Linked DNA regions of Gossypium hirsutum: region 1 is linked to region 2. A link is a contact called in public Hi-C data. All regions are on one chromosome and are shown on one strand. Each heading gives the region's core, a stretch centred on a gene start, on an enhancer-like site or on the middle of the called end of the contact. The rest is flanking DNA. Distances are from core to core; before and after follow the strand shown.

Evidence for each region. Hi-C and Micro-C count contacts between places; a contact is called where the count stands out from the background.
Region 1: a contact with region 2 is called in a Hi-C map of leaf, with 1.6 times the contacts expected there. The contact joins the promoter of LOC107951543 here to the promoter of LOC107951532 in region 2. A contact is called at or near these places in 3 of 34 Hi-C or Micro-C datasets (all in leaf).

Annotation. Positions count from the first base shown.
Region 1 is chrA02:9,469,601-9,476,821 of Gossypium_hirsutum_v2.1, forward strand. It overlaps LOC107951543, which reads right to left and starts at 3,980. Exons shown (of 1, transcript XM_016886628.2): 1 at 2,586-3,980. The coding sequence starts at 3,681. The coding sequence ends at 2,890. It overlaps LOC107951544 (50S ribosomal protein L3-2, mitochondrial), which reads right to left. Exons shown (of 5, transcript XM_041090456.1): 2 at 7,138-7,221; 3 at 6,555-6,659; 4 at 5,314-5,427; 5 at 4,654-5,072. The coding sequence ends at 4,899.
Region 2 is chrA02:9,128,058-9,135,112 of Gossypium_hirsutum_v2.1, forward strand. It overlaps LOC107951532 (BTB/POZ and MATH domain-containing protein 6), which reads left to right and starts at 2,187. Exons shown (of 6, transcript XM_041090321.1): 1 at 2,187-2,288; 2 at 2,629-2,758; 3 at 2,834-3,006; 4 at 3,136-3,427; 5 at 3,746-3,912; 6 at 4,018-4,338. The coding sequence starts at 2,682. The coding sequence ends at 4,172. It overlaps LOC107951533 (EEF1A lysine methyltransferase 4), which reads right to left and starts at 2,102. Exons shown (of 9, transcript XM_016886599.2): 1 at 796-2,102; 2 at 591-704; 3 at 425-493; 4 at 314-333; 5 at 173-225. The coding sequence starts at 976. LOC121215575 (a long non-coding RNA gene) reads right to left here and starts at 3,892. Exons shown (of 4, transcript XR_005911491.1): 1 at 3,733-3,892; 2 at 3,117-3,651; 3 at 2,886-3,020; 4 at 2,379-2,658. It overlaps LOC107951534 (autophagy-related protein 8i), which reads right to left. Exons shown (of 7, transcript XM_041090343.1): 3 at 5,614-7,055; 4 at 5,465-5,520; 5 at 4,892-4,944; 6 at 4,662-4,780; 7 at 4,308-4,559. The coding sequence starts at 5,653. The coding sequence ends at 4,471.

The DNA of each region.
Region 1 (7,221 bases), core at 2,730-5,229, 340 kb after region 2:
AAAATTGAAAATATAAAAGAAACATTGAAATGAAATTATATTACAAAAATTTTCTCAAAAAAATGTATTTTTTTTCATTGCAATCAAGAACCTTTTATAAACAACTCTAGTCTCTTTACTGCAATAGCATTATTGAAGGCTTTGAATCCCTTATAAGCATTATACACTCTACATTATGGATTCTCGTAACATATTTTCTTCGAGGAACACTATTCTTTCTCTTAAGTGTTTGACAAAGCATTATTTACTCTCACGAATATCATTCATTGTTACTATTCATGTCTGACACTTAACTTTTTTGGTTTTTCTTATAACATTTTAGAGTAGAGGTGCTCATGCATAATAATGTTTTTATCTAAATCATCTCAATTTTCAAGTCTAGTTTAGGACTCCCCAAATTATATTAGTCAGTGATGAGTGTGTAATTTTCTAATTATTTCTGATATTTTTTCTCTTGAATTATGCTATTTAAGTTATTAATTATATTATTTATACTTATATTTTATTTATTATTGATTTAGGTAAATAATTGAAGAAAAAAGGAGCTTAAAGTTTATTTTTGACAGTTTTTATAAATTAGATTTTTAACACAACACTACTTCAATATTTTGGTCATAATTTAAGTTACAGACTCATAATACCGATTCAAAGAGAATTGAAATCTCTAATTGAAGTTATTCTTGGCTCAAGCCCAAAAAAATATTAAGGTGTTCAATACTAGCTAAGATGTTTGATGCCAAAACCAATCAAAAGATACCTAGATATAACTAGCTCAGTAATTTTAAACCCTTTTTCTAGTAAAAGGAACTACAAAGTTTGATTTAAGTAATTTATGAAATCTAATTGTTCTTTAGTATTTGCAAGTCTTCTAGTTTAATTACAAATATGTTAGTTCATTGAATATAAAACTCATTCAATTGAATGCTTGTCTTTGTCAATTAAAATTGTTAAGTATGCAATTGTTTAATTTACTCTAATACTTATAATGAACAACATAATTAGATATGATAAAATATGCCTTATATGTTGTGTGAGAATATGATTTTAACTTAAATAAACCCTAAATAGGATAGTAGACACAAGAGAGAGCCATCATGGTAAACCATTCAAGATCCTGTACCATAACTATGTTGACGTTCATTTAGGTATTTCTGGCTCGCGCGTAACAAGCAGAATGATATCGTGATAAATGTAAAAATTACATGTAACAGGTATAGACTGCATTGGCAGGCACCCCAAATACTCCTTGATCAGCAGCAAATATATGCCTCTAAAAGGGTACAATGCATCACATGAAAAAAAAAATGAATGAACATGTCGGTTGACAAACGTAGCTAGACACAGCTCTAGCATCACACGTGGTGGCAGGCTCTGCTGCACATTTCTTCCTTGTCCTTGGCTTCTGGCAGTAAACTGGAAGAGTTAGCTCCATTGGCTCAGTGCAATGATATTGATGATTGAATGTTTACCTCAATCCAACCAAATAAACAGACATTACAGTCAATACATGGGGGTGGCATTGCCATTGCCACAGGTAGGCCATTGATTCGTTGTTTGTCACCTTTTCAGACATTTGCATTTGCTTCGCATCTTGACGTTATAAGCATGTTCTTTAACCATGTTGTAGTTGTAGTAACCATACAAAGTAAATTTCACTTTTGATGGCAGAATAAAGAGATACTAAGAAGTCATCAAATGCATCATGCACATTCTCCTCAACATCCCCAAATTCCAAAGCATTTGCCAACCTAACTAGAGAGAGGTCCCTCACTTTTTTGAAGTACTGCAACCAAACCATTTATCAGCTTCAAGCCTATCTCCCGTCTCGAACCTTGCCATGCATGTATCCTTGGAAAGCAAACACTCTACCTAGGCTCCCGTATGTAAGTCAAAATCCGGCAAACAGTGACCCTCATAATCATCCTAATGCCATAAGTCCATAAAAGTTTTTAAACTCAGCATGTCCCTGACCCGTAGTACTCTCCTACTGCAGGAGTGACCTTTGCCCGTTATCTGAGATTTTATTAGAGAGACAGAACCAAAGCCCCAAAGAACCTTTAATCCATTGAGGCAATATACAATCCGATGGAATCAGCACTCACTTTAGAAAGCGACTGTTTTCTTCTTCAACAATAACTGCTAAAATCAACTCACTGTCGCCACATAACATTTAATAGATACAAAGAAATGGGAGGAATAGGGTGGGAGAATTGAATGCTTCTGTTCTTCAATGCAGTGTAGATTTAGGTAATCATATACGAATTAAGCAACAAAAACAAACCTTTGAAAAGGAAAATACCAAACTTTTTTACTAGAAATTGATGCCTTTCTAACAAAGCTTGCAAGACAACAAAGAAAAAATCGCAATAATATTCAAAAAGATATAGGATTTTGTATAAGTTAAAAATGAAGGCTCAAGTCCTGATCAACTTAGTCCAGGACTGACTGCACTTACATAATGGGAAGCAATAGCATAACCTGCTCCCCTGAAAATACAGCATAATAGCATTCTAAAGTGAGAGATAATCCCGGGTATGCCATCATGATTCATTTAATTAAAGGACATATCAAGGGTGCAAAGCATCTAAAGACAATTTTGACACTTCTTTTTCTTGTAATTTTGTAAGAACAGAAAGTCCAGAGAGCTTTAGTTTTGGCATAAGAAGGGCTAAAGGTGAAGCAAATAAACAGAAACAACGAGCTTAATGAAAAATACATACAGGGCAATAGAGAAAGCTACAATTGAATGCAAACAAAAAGCTTACTGAATACAGAAAAACTCCTAAATCATCTCTACAAAGATTTGACATATGGTTCCCATGAACAGAAAGGCTAAATACCAACAAACGAAAACAAACACTTTACTGAGATTGTTGGAATCACCAATGATCAATTAGGCATACCATGAGTGCTTTGTTGACGCTGCAACTTGGGGATTGAAATGGGTACATTAGCACCAGAAACTGAATACGACCCATTGTTTCCCTTGTCGGGAATAGGAGATGGAAGGGATAAAGAGCTTGCTTTGGCGTCAGCAGCAGCAGCAATGGCAGCATCAGGTTTAGATTTGGGAATGCCTACGAGGGACGACTTATGTCTATCACTATCCTTCCGGGCCAACAAGGCGAGTCTCTCGAGAGCCTCTTTGGCTCTCTTCTTTGCCAAAGTAGCTTCTTTGACCCTCCGCTCAGCCTCCACTTTCGCAACGGCGGCAGCTTTGGTCATAGAGGCGGCAGCAATCTTAGCAGCAGCTAGAAGTGCCTTAGCTGCTTCCTTGTCAATAACCCTCGTGTTCGTCGTCTTGTTGTTGTCGTCGTCGCCGTCGTGGGTAGATCCGGGAGGATGATCGGGCGTTGACTTGGGTTTCTTAGTAGGGGCGAGATTGAAGAAAGAGAAATTAGGGTTGGAGCAAGGGGGACAGGTAAAGGAGGTAGGCAAGAGGGAAGAGGAGGAGCAAGAGAGGTGAGAAATGGAAGGGCATTTGAGGCAGATGAGGCGCTGGTGAGGGGGAGGGGACTCGTTGAAAACTTCGAGGCAAATGGGGCAGAAGAGGCCCTGGTGGTTCTTGAGGACGCAGTTGGTGCAGAGGCGTCGATAGCTGGCTCTGTGGCGGAGGTTGTGGAGGAGGAAACGCTCAGGGGCGCCGCAGCCCCCGCATTCGGACAGCTGATCCCGCTTCATGCCCGGAAGGCAAAATGAAAAATCCCAAATGTGGGGGATAATATCCAACACTAAGTTCCTTGACAAGGCTAGGATGTAGGAAGAGGGAAAGTGAAGGGGTTTAGAGTGTGGGTGGTCAAAAGACTCAAAGCAGATTAGTGATTTTCATTTGGTTGTCTGCCTGTCTGTCTGTCTGTCGGAAAAGACCCAAGTTAATTGTGTTGTCACAGTACACACTACAGTACATCATACAGAGATGAAGGGTGGGGGGGGGGAGAGATTGGAGATTAGAGAGAGAGAGATGCTGCAATTGGGTACTTGGTTTGATTTTGCTTAAGGTGACTAGGATAATAATGTCTTCAGAATTTGGTAATGGAAAGAAAGGCCCAATATGGGATAGAGGCCCATTAGTCTAAACAACTATAATACAAGGCTTATCGACGGCCTTGCCATCAGGCATGTAAATAAGACACTTATATAATAATCACGAGCAGACCGGGTATGAGCTGCAGATGGATTCAACTGTGAATGAACATAAGGTTATTTATTAAATGAATAAGTTTCAACAGTCTATTTATGCTCAACAACTAGTTTATTTATAAACTCATTTATAGACTCGCTTATTTGAAGATAATATTTCCTATGAAAAATACTTAAATAGCATTTTCCCTTTATTTTTACATTTATATTTAGTTAGACTAAACATATCAAATAATAAATTGAGTTTGAACATAATATTAAAATTGTAAACAAACACGAGTAACTTTAAATAAATAAAAAAAACAAACACCAACAAAACTTCGTTCATTTGAGCTCGTCTCATTTATTGATATTATTGCATACTCCTCGAAAGTTTTCATAGCATGTAATGTTAGCCTAAATGCGTTCAAAAAATTGCATTACTATTTAATTCAAGTTTAATAACCATTTAAAAATATAAAAAAATGTTATCAACAGTTATTATATCTAATGTCCTATAAGTTTGTACTCGCAAAAGCAAAATTTCAGGTTTCCTTTCATTTATTTAAAATAACTCTCATTCCTGTTACAGAAAAATCAATGCTCAATTTGCTTCAAAAATTCATACATCAACCTTCATCTCTATAACCATTATCTCATATTACATTCCTTCCTGAAACCAAATAACTAGGACACAAACCAACTTCTTACTATTCCGCAAGTTAACTGGTCCGGAATTTAATCTGCCATCCGACAACCAACTCAAACTCCGCCCCACGTCAATCGGCTACCATAAACGGATCTACCTCTCCAAGATCAGCAACCAGAGGCCCTATATTTGTTTCATCCTCATCTTCTGCTGCAAAATAAGTCGGGAACGGAAGCATTGAAACATCAGGTTTCTTGTAAACAGAATCCTTTATGAAGACAAAGTTCCCTTTAGCACCTGGGACCTGTAAACAATAACCAACTCCCTAAACAATACTGCCAATAAAAAACTATACAGAATACAACATATTAGATGGTTAAGAACTTCGGATGCAATGTAATTTGTTCCCATCCTTTGAAGGGGATTAGTCCCTTATTTTTATGACAAACATCGGATTTGGAAGCTTGCAACTGTTGTGCAAAGGCTATAGCCTCCTGATTTTTTCCATTCAAAATTCTTAAGCACTTAAAATAAGAAAACCATACCTGACCCCTCACCCACATCAAATTCCTTGCAGGATCTATCTTGTATACCCACACATTTTTTACTGTTCTCGTCTTCCCACCCATGCGCCCAGGCATCTTTTTCCCTTTAAATACCTACATAACAATAATTGATCGTCAATTATGACTCAAGGGCATTCCATATGGTAAAGACTGATAAACAAATGGATACAAGAGTTGTAATGAAGATTAGGTTGACAATGCATCAATGCGACAATGCATCAATGCCCTGACCTGGCTCCATGCAAAAGTGCAGTAAAACCACAACATCAATGGCTTGGTAATTAGAACTGAGTAGTAATCAACTACAGAGTTTGCAAAACCATTTTTCCCCTCAATTAATTACATCAGTCAAAAACATCAGCAAAAAGTCTACACAAAAATAACTATGCAGAATAAAATCAAATTATTGGATTGAATCAATCATATCAACAAGGGTAAGACAAGAATCCTGCACGGAAAGCTGTAATAGGCCTAATGATTTTGTTTTCAACAATAAAGTTATTAATTCAGATAAACATAACTTCTTCAGTGTTTGATTGAGAAATATAACTGAAAAGCCTGCTCAAATAGTAAGAGGTGTAGGGGAAAAACAAATCTTGTTACAAGAATGAACCAATCAAATGAACATGACTGGATGATGTGTCCAGAAGGAAGCTTCACAAATAAAGAAGCTTAAGCTATAAAGAAGTAATTACTTATCCAAATATCTTGGGTATCATGCTTAAACACCTAAAAAGATGCTCTACTAGCAATTTCTAAGATGAACAAGAATCTCAGCTAGAATTCAAGATATTTGTCTCACTAAAGCTTAAGAAGTTATCATCTTGAATGGAAATAATATGCAAAAAAGTATCCACAAGCACATCTACCAGTTAGAATATTTCCATTAAAAAGAGGACATGTATAAATAGAAAAACAGCATATAATTGAATATCTACGAGATAAAAACTATCTCATCATACGACCACATCAATGCAATAAAGTATAAATAAGGCAAGATAAAAAAATTCTAAAGTAGAAAGAATTCAGAGGCCTCCAAGAAGGCGTCTTAACAGTATTGGAACTTTTACCCTGGAGGCTCAAGTACGGTGCTATTGCCTATTTTGTATCCCAAGGCCTAGCTATATATGTATATTAAAAAAGAAACAAAGAACAAGCAGATTACATCAAGTATTCCAGAATATCCTTAAGGCATTGCAAACCAAACTAGCTATACAAACCTTTCCAGGAGCATCCCTCTGACCAGTAGAACCAGGACTCCGATGCGATAATGATGCACCATGAGATGCCGGCATTCCTTTAAATCCCCACCTTTTCATTGCACCCTGGGCAAGTAAAAGAAACATAAGACATTTGATTGTTCAAGTCCGAAACAAATACTAACTCCATCATCCAGAAGGATCGGAACTATGAACCACAAATCGCCTGTGTCCCCACCAAACAACTCAAGTGCAAGAATTAGATAGAATAGAATATGAGAACATTTGGCATGCACATACTTGATGCCTAAATTAACATCACTGGATTTACATGTGACCATCATCCACCAGCAATTCATGTATCACTAGTAAAATTTGCACTTCTGCACAATCAACTGTAAATAGGTTTCAAAGAATCTGAACTACACTTGCTAGCTCTACTAGTCTCTCTCTAAGCAAATAGTTCAAGGATGGAATACCTGCTAGAGCTAAAAACAACTGGTACAGAATATATTAATCATTAGGTGTTGACACATAAAGAATGAATTCATCAATGAGAACATAACATAAAAGGAAAATTGATCGAATAATAAATTAAAATCACCTGAAAACCTTTCCCTCTAGAGGTTCCACTGACATCTACATATTGGCCTGGAACAAAATGGCGCACCCCAAGTGATGTACCAAC
Region 2 (7,055 bases), core at 937-3,436:
GAAATTTCTAATGTAGGCAAGTCTAATAAACTATGTTGCTCAGACTCGAAGCACCATATCCAAAACATGGATATGGGAGGTTCCTTGGAAAGACTTGGAAATATCTAACCATATCTGACACTAACACCCGAGTCCAATTATCATAGCTAGTTACTTTTAATGATTATTATACCTCCAGACTTCCCCAAGCATTTGAGTAGCATTCTGTCTAGAATTATTCCCACACTGCACAAAAAAGTTTCGCATCAGCTTATTATTGTCAAATCAGATCTCAACAAGAACATATATAAGCCACAAATTCATAAACACTCACCAAGATAGAATCAAGGGTCCCTGAAAAAATTCACCATTTTACAAATGAAAATCAGTAATGATTAAGGCCAAAAATAATTTAATTAACGAAATAAAAACAAAAAGCCAACACCTTTATCAATAACTGCTGCAAAGGAACCAGCTTGAAAAGGACTCATATCTCGTACATCCAATTTAATATCTACAAAAAACAGAAAAAGAAAGAAAAAATTGTCAAAAAAAAAATCATTTCCTCGTATTTTATTTTGATTTGAATAAAGAACTCAAGCTATGAATACATTTTAGCTGCTGACAATTAGAGTACTTGGTTTGCATAGCTTCAATAACCACAGAAGATATATCAACGTTAACAACATCCTCGTAACCATCGTTCACCATGTCTTCACTAAACACTACAACAACAAAAAAAAATATAGAGATTTGGTACATAAAACTAAGAGATCTGAAAAAGGGTATGCATTGATTTTGGAGAGGAGTAGGTACCTGAGTTGCCACAGCCGACAACGAGAATACGTTCATGGCGGTGAGGCACATAAAGGTGAATAAGAGATGCTAAGGCAGGGTATTTTTGGTACCAATCAAAAGGAGCTGATTCATGGGCATAGCGGTTATCCCAGTACCATGGCTCACCGTATGCTTGAGATGATGGTGTACCCAAGGTCATCTTCTTCTTTTTTTCTGCAACTCGGTTTATGATATATGTTTGTTGAACTGTAATGAGATTTGGGTTATGGATTTTATTGCAAAAAAATGTTGGCAGTTTCGGAGTTGGTGAAATAAATCAGGTTGTCTCGCAGGTACACCGTGTGGAGCTTTTTCTTTTGTTGGGATTTAGCCATGTTTATCATCAAACACCAAAGTACTATGTATCTCTCTCTTACCAACACGTGTGTTTGTTTTAATCCACCCGATTAGGAACTTATTAAGGGTTATTTAATCATAATTATTATTAATAATCTTTTTTATTCATTGTCTTGAACTAACATTTTGGTCGTGTGCTTGTGAGAATCACAACAGGCTTTTTTTGCTTCACCATGTTTTTATGATAGGGAAAAAAAAAACAGACAGGGATAAAATATATGCTATGAATATTTCGTTCTTGTAAAGCACAGTGTCAATAACCATTGAAGTTTAGTTGCATAACCTGCTATATGTATGTATGTACGTCGGCAGAATATGTCAGCAGACCCGGCGAACATAAATTGGAATTGTCTTTTTCTTTTGTACCCATAAGTCTCTTGAAGTTTGTTACATTCAAACTACATTTAAGTGTATTTTTAGATATTCTAACTCAATCACAACAAATAAATAAATTCACTCTACAGAATGGATGACAATTGATCTAGCTTAACTTGTAGGTGCCCAAAGAAGACAATTTTTGCTCATGTTCTTAGGACAAGACTTATGTTTTGCGGGTCAAGTTAGATCGTGACAAAATAAAATAAAAATGATATTGGAATAAAAGTTGAGAAAACAAGTGAGCTCTTTCTTATAGCCTATAAACTAAATAAGTAAGCCCTTAAAGTTGGTTTTGAACCCTTAAATCTTCAGGTTTTGAAGGAGCATTAAAGTCCCATAGATAGAATCAATTAAAGGATTTTGAGAAATAACATGTAAGCAAACAATACCATAAATGGTTTCTGATCCTTTTACGAGGCAAAAGCCAAAAAGCCCAAAGAGGAGCATCATAATAGCCGAAAATAAAAGCAAACGGTAGTTCAAAATGGAATGCCTGTTATATTAACCGTAGAAAGGGGGGGGGGGTGAAGGATGTGACTGGGAACAACAAACACCTGTTGGCTCAAATAAAAAATTGATATTTAAAATGAAATCGAGTATGTATTAAACTTGTAGTTGTAAAAAAGCAAGTCATTAGACATATATGCACGTAAGAATTTTCAAACAACCATTTTTTCCCTGCTCTCATTTCAATGGATTGCAGAACCTGCAAGTAAAATAAAGGAACAATGGTCATGGTATATTCTCTAAAAGCTTTTACTTCAAATTTTAATTGCTTCTTTGGTTTTGGAAAATAAATTTCAATTGCTTGATACTCCATCTTTCATTAAGCAAGTTGAGAATAATAACAGCTTGTTGATTTATCACAACATTCCTCTCTAAGCTAAGGATGAGATTCTGTTTTACATATATACATACAGATACATAGCAAATTAGCTATATTTCTAAAGAAAGTTGTGTCCAAAAATTTGTTGCCATGGCAAACTTGGTCTATAGTAACCTAGAAGGTAGGTATCCTTTTGTGCATGCCTGGTTTAGTGTTTTTATGAGCTAATTATAAGCTTGTTCTCATTGCAGAAGTTGGAAGATGTATATCAGAAGCAGCACCTAGACATTACATATTAAAGATCATGTCCTTTTCTTTACTTGCAAAGACTGGCATAGACAAGTATGAATCTGGAGAGTTTGAAGCTGGTGGATACAAATGGTATCATTAATTTCTTCAACACCGTGTATGTTTATTAGCTTAATTAGCCTTCTTTTAATTTGTGTATGGTCACAGGAAACTGGTGCTGTACCCACATGGAAACAAGAGTAGAAATGTAAAAGAGCACCTTTCTCTCTACTTGGTTTTTGCAGATGTTGCTTCTCTGATTCGTCTTGATTCGGAAGTCCACGCTGTTTTCCGGTTTTTCCTGCTTGATCAGACCAAGGACAATTACTTGGTAGTTCATGGTATTATAATTTCCCTGCAAACAACATTACTGTTTTTATTGATATTTGCAATGAACAACTACTTCAGATATATAGGTGGAATGGAGATGCTTTAAAAGAGAATTTTTTACCTCTGATTTTGATGCCTAGATGCCACGGGAAAAGGAAGGCCGTTTCATAGATCAATGCATCAGTGGGGATTTGATCAGTTGATACCAATTAGAAGTTTTAATGATGTTGGCAATGGATACCTACTGGATGACAGTTGTGTGTTTGGAGCTGAAGTGTTTGTTACCAAGGAAATGACCTCAGGGAAAGGAGAATGCTTATCAATGATAAAGGATGCCTTAAGTTCCAAGCATGTTTGGAAGATCGAAAACTTTTCCAATTTAGATTCAGAGTACAAGGAATCACAACAATTCTTTGCTGCCAACCATAAATGGTATATATCCACTTTATCTCCTACTCCTCTATGATATTTGTTAGAGCATATCGTGGTGATAACAGGAGCACCTTCAAGGTTTTGTCTCTCTCGGCTCTAAAGAGAGCTTAAGGGTGTCTCTTGATGCTTGAACAGGCAAAACCATGACTAAAGAAAAGCAATCACATGAGGACAAAACCTTGAGGGTGTGCCGGTTCTTCAACAGCACCCAAAGAGGACGATACCTTCATATTATCTGTGACTGTGAGATATGCTGTAACGATATTCTAAGATTTTAATTGCAATTTCAAGGGGATTTTGTTCACCTTTATGATGCAGGAAAATACATCTTTTTCCCAGAGGAAGACGGCATGGATTAGGCACTCATATATCGATGTATTTGGCTTTGGCAGATTCTGCCACACTTTTGGACGGTTCTAAAATATTTGCAGAGTTCACCTTGCGTATTCTGAACCAACAGCAGAGCAGGCACATTGCTGGAAAAGGTATAAAAAGCTCAAATCATCTGTAAATAACATTCACTAAACATCCTTACAAAAATGAAAATCGAATGTACATTAAAAAGCATAATATTTTCATTTCTGTTGCAGTTAGTCACTGGTTTAGTAGCTCAAGCCAAGAAAGTGGGTGGGAAAAATTTGTTTCTCTGGCTTATTTCTATCATGCAAGTAGTGGGTGCCTAGTGAAAGATATATGCATGGTGGAAGCTGAGGTGACTGTCCACGCCGTTTCCAATACATTGTAACTAATGTTTTGCTATAATTAAACTCGGGGCTCGCATTAGACACTCGTGACCGATGCATATCTAGACACGAGTAAAAGGTATATCTAGACACAATGTGCAGTGCCAATATGTTACATAAAAAAGGAAACATAAATATGCAAATACAAGTCATATAAACATTTTTTTAGTTAAATATAGTTACATCATTTACAGATCAATAGGGTGAATTGAGCTATAAACAATTACAACAATACATACATAGATATGTATATATATTTGCCAATGTTTTACATTGAAGATTAAAGATGCAGAGGAGAGTTTAGCCAAAAGTTTTCTCAGTGCTGTAACACATGTAGAGAAACCCATCATCATCTTTGAAAGAATTATAGACACACCCCATGAGACTTGCTGCGTAGTTGAGATAAAAAGAAAAAATGGGTCAGCAAGTTCTTGTTTAATGAATCAATTAGTAAGAATCATCAATGAGAGAAATGCAGATGGTTTTTTAACCTGTTTGAGGTAATGTATTGTGCACAAAAACAAAGAGAGCTTTTCCAGGACTCAAATGTAGCCTGCTACTTAAAATGTGAATGAACTGACCCACCAACATGTCTCGAGGAACCAGGATCCTTGAGAGCCAAGAAAACAGGAGAGTTAAAAGAAACCAATTAATAATATTTACCAAGTTTTATTAACTTTATATATATATAATGAGAATAAAAGGAAAAAGAAAACAATACTTATTCTTCTCTATAACTGGGAGGTCTGTCCTTGAATACCTTTCAATGATCACCTGGAATATAAACAAACATATAATAGACAAACAAAAAAAGTGATCAATAACCATCATTTATGGTTGAGGCTGACACAATGTTTGAGCCTATAGCTGTAGTTAGCAGGTTAATAACTCAAAAATAAAGTGACCAAAAATTATTACATCCAAGAAAACCCTTCTCAGACCAAAATTCGATTAATCAGATACTGTAATAGAAAAGATCATATTGCAATTCATATGCCTAATATTTTTTAATAACAATTAGGAACCTTGGCCAGCTTAGTATAGGCAAACTACGCTCCTAGCCTCTTCCAAAAATTATTAACTTAATTTAAGCCCTTTAGCCCCTTAATTAAATGGTAAAATTACTACTCCAAAAATTTAATAATTTAATTGAAGTTTTTTTAACAAATTTTTTTAAAACTTTTATCATCCAAAATTTTATCATTTTATGTCAGCCTCAACATAAAAATTTCTCCTATATAAATAAAATAATAAAAAAATCAATGAAATTAGAGATGCTGGTGATTAAACTTACAGGAATTCGATCTGGGTATTTGGCTAATATAGTTTTTGATTCTTCCAGTCGTTGCTCTGCAAAAACAAAAACAAAACAAAAACAAAAACAAAAAACCATAATCATAATCATAATCTAAAGGTAAAGAAAAAGGTACTCAAAATATTTACCTAGTGATTGCTCCTTTAGAAAAGGCTGACGCTTCACCATTGTTATTATATCTTTTGATAAACCAGAGTTTTTTCTGAGTAAGACAACAACAACAAAAAAAAGAAACCAAAGGAGAAAATGTGGCCTTTTTAGGTAGACATTTCAACCTAAGAGAGGACCTGTCTCATTGTGTTTTTGAGACCTGTTTCAACCAAGCTGTTAAGACGTTAGTTTTGAGGATGTTATTAATGTCGGTACCCAAAAGAAACAATGGTAAATAAAGTATAAAAGAATTATTCGACTAAAGAAGTAGTTAGAACCATTTTGCCTGGTTGTCTGATTGATGTATAAAAAAGACAATAAAAGAAACGGTTGGGTGATGGTGAGATGTATGGGCGGCATAATTCCGGCTTCCTTTAGTAGCTCCTTCATGTCATTAGCATAGACGATTAAAATGGCAATGTTTCATGAGTTTGTGGCTGATTAAAGCCTCTCTTCTTCTTCTAAATCTCTGTTAAGGAAGGCCATTCAACATTTATCTCTAACTAGGTTTAATTTTGCCAAATGTGTCCTATAGGTTTGCGGAAATCCCTTGGCAAGGCAACAACGGTTTGGATCAGCCCACAATGATCATAGAACTGGATGAGAGCTTGTATGAGGTACCCCGTTAAAGTTTATGACTCTCATGTGGGTTACCATTTCGATGTGGGCAGCAGGAGAGATTAGATATTCAGATCCCGCTATTAAAATATCTCAACTTGGTAGTTGATGATTCTTCATATAATATCTTAGTGAATTAGTATTAATTCATTTCATATTATATTTATATATTACTTTTTTTTAAATACAAATTAAGAATATATAATAAAATCCCAAGTGATTTGTGAAATTAAAAAATTATACCATCGATGTAAGAAATAATTATCTTTTATTTATAGATTTATTCATTATATAGGATGCATAATTTTTATTTTTGATATTTTTATGTTATTTTAATTAATTTTATTTTAATACGTGTTGAAAGTGGTTTTATGCCATACTCATTTTATTTTATTCATTTGTAATCTATTAAATTGATTGAATTATCCGTTCGATTTTCAAACATTAAAAAGGTGTTTTGTCGTATTATATTTAGTTGGGAATGCAAAAAAGTAAGAAATGCATAAAAAAATTTTAGTGTGAAAAAGAATAGTTAGAATTTTAATATAACTTAATTTTTAAGTATTTATATTTAATATAATAACAATATTAATAAACTAAATAATATCACCAACTAAAAAATTTTAAACTATGTTTGCCCTCTTGGCACGATTTTTTCTAGTTTTTTCTTTGTTATTTCGTTTCTCTTATGTTGGCAGCGATAGTTGGTGCAGATTTATTAAGTTATTAGCAAAAGTTATCAAGGCATAGATTGTTTATTCGAATCAATGGAAAAGCAGTTTGCCGGACTATCCCTTGATGA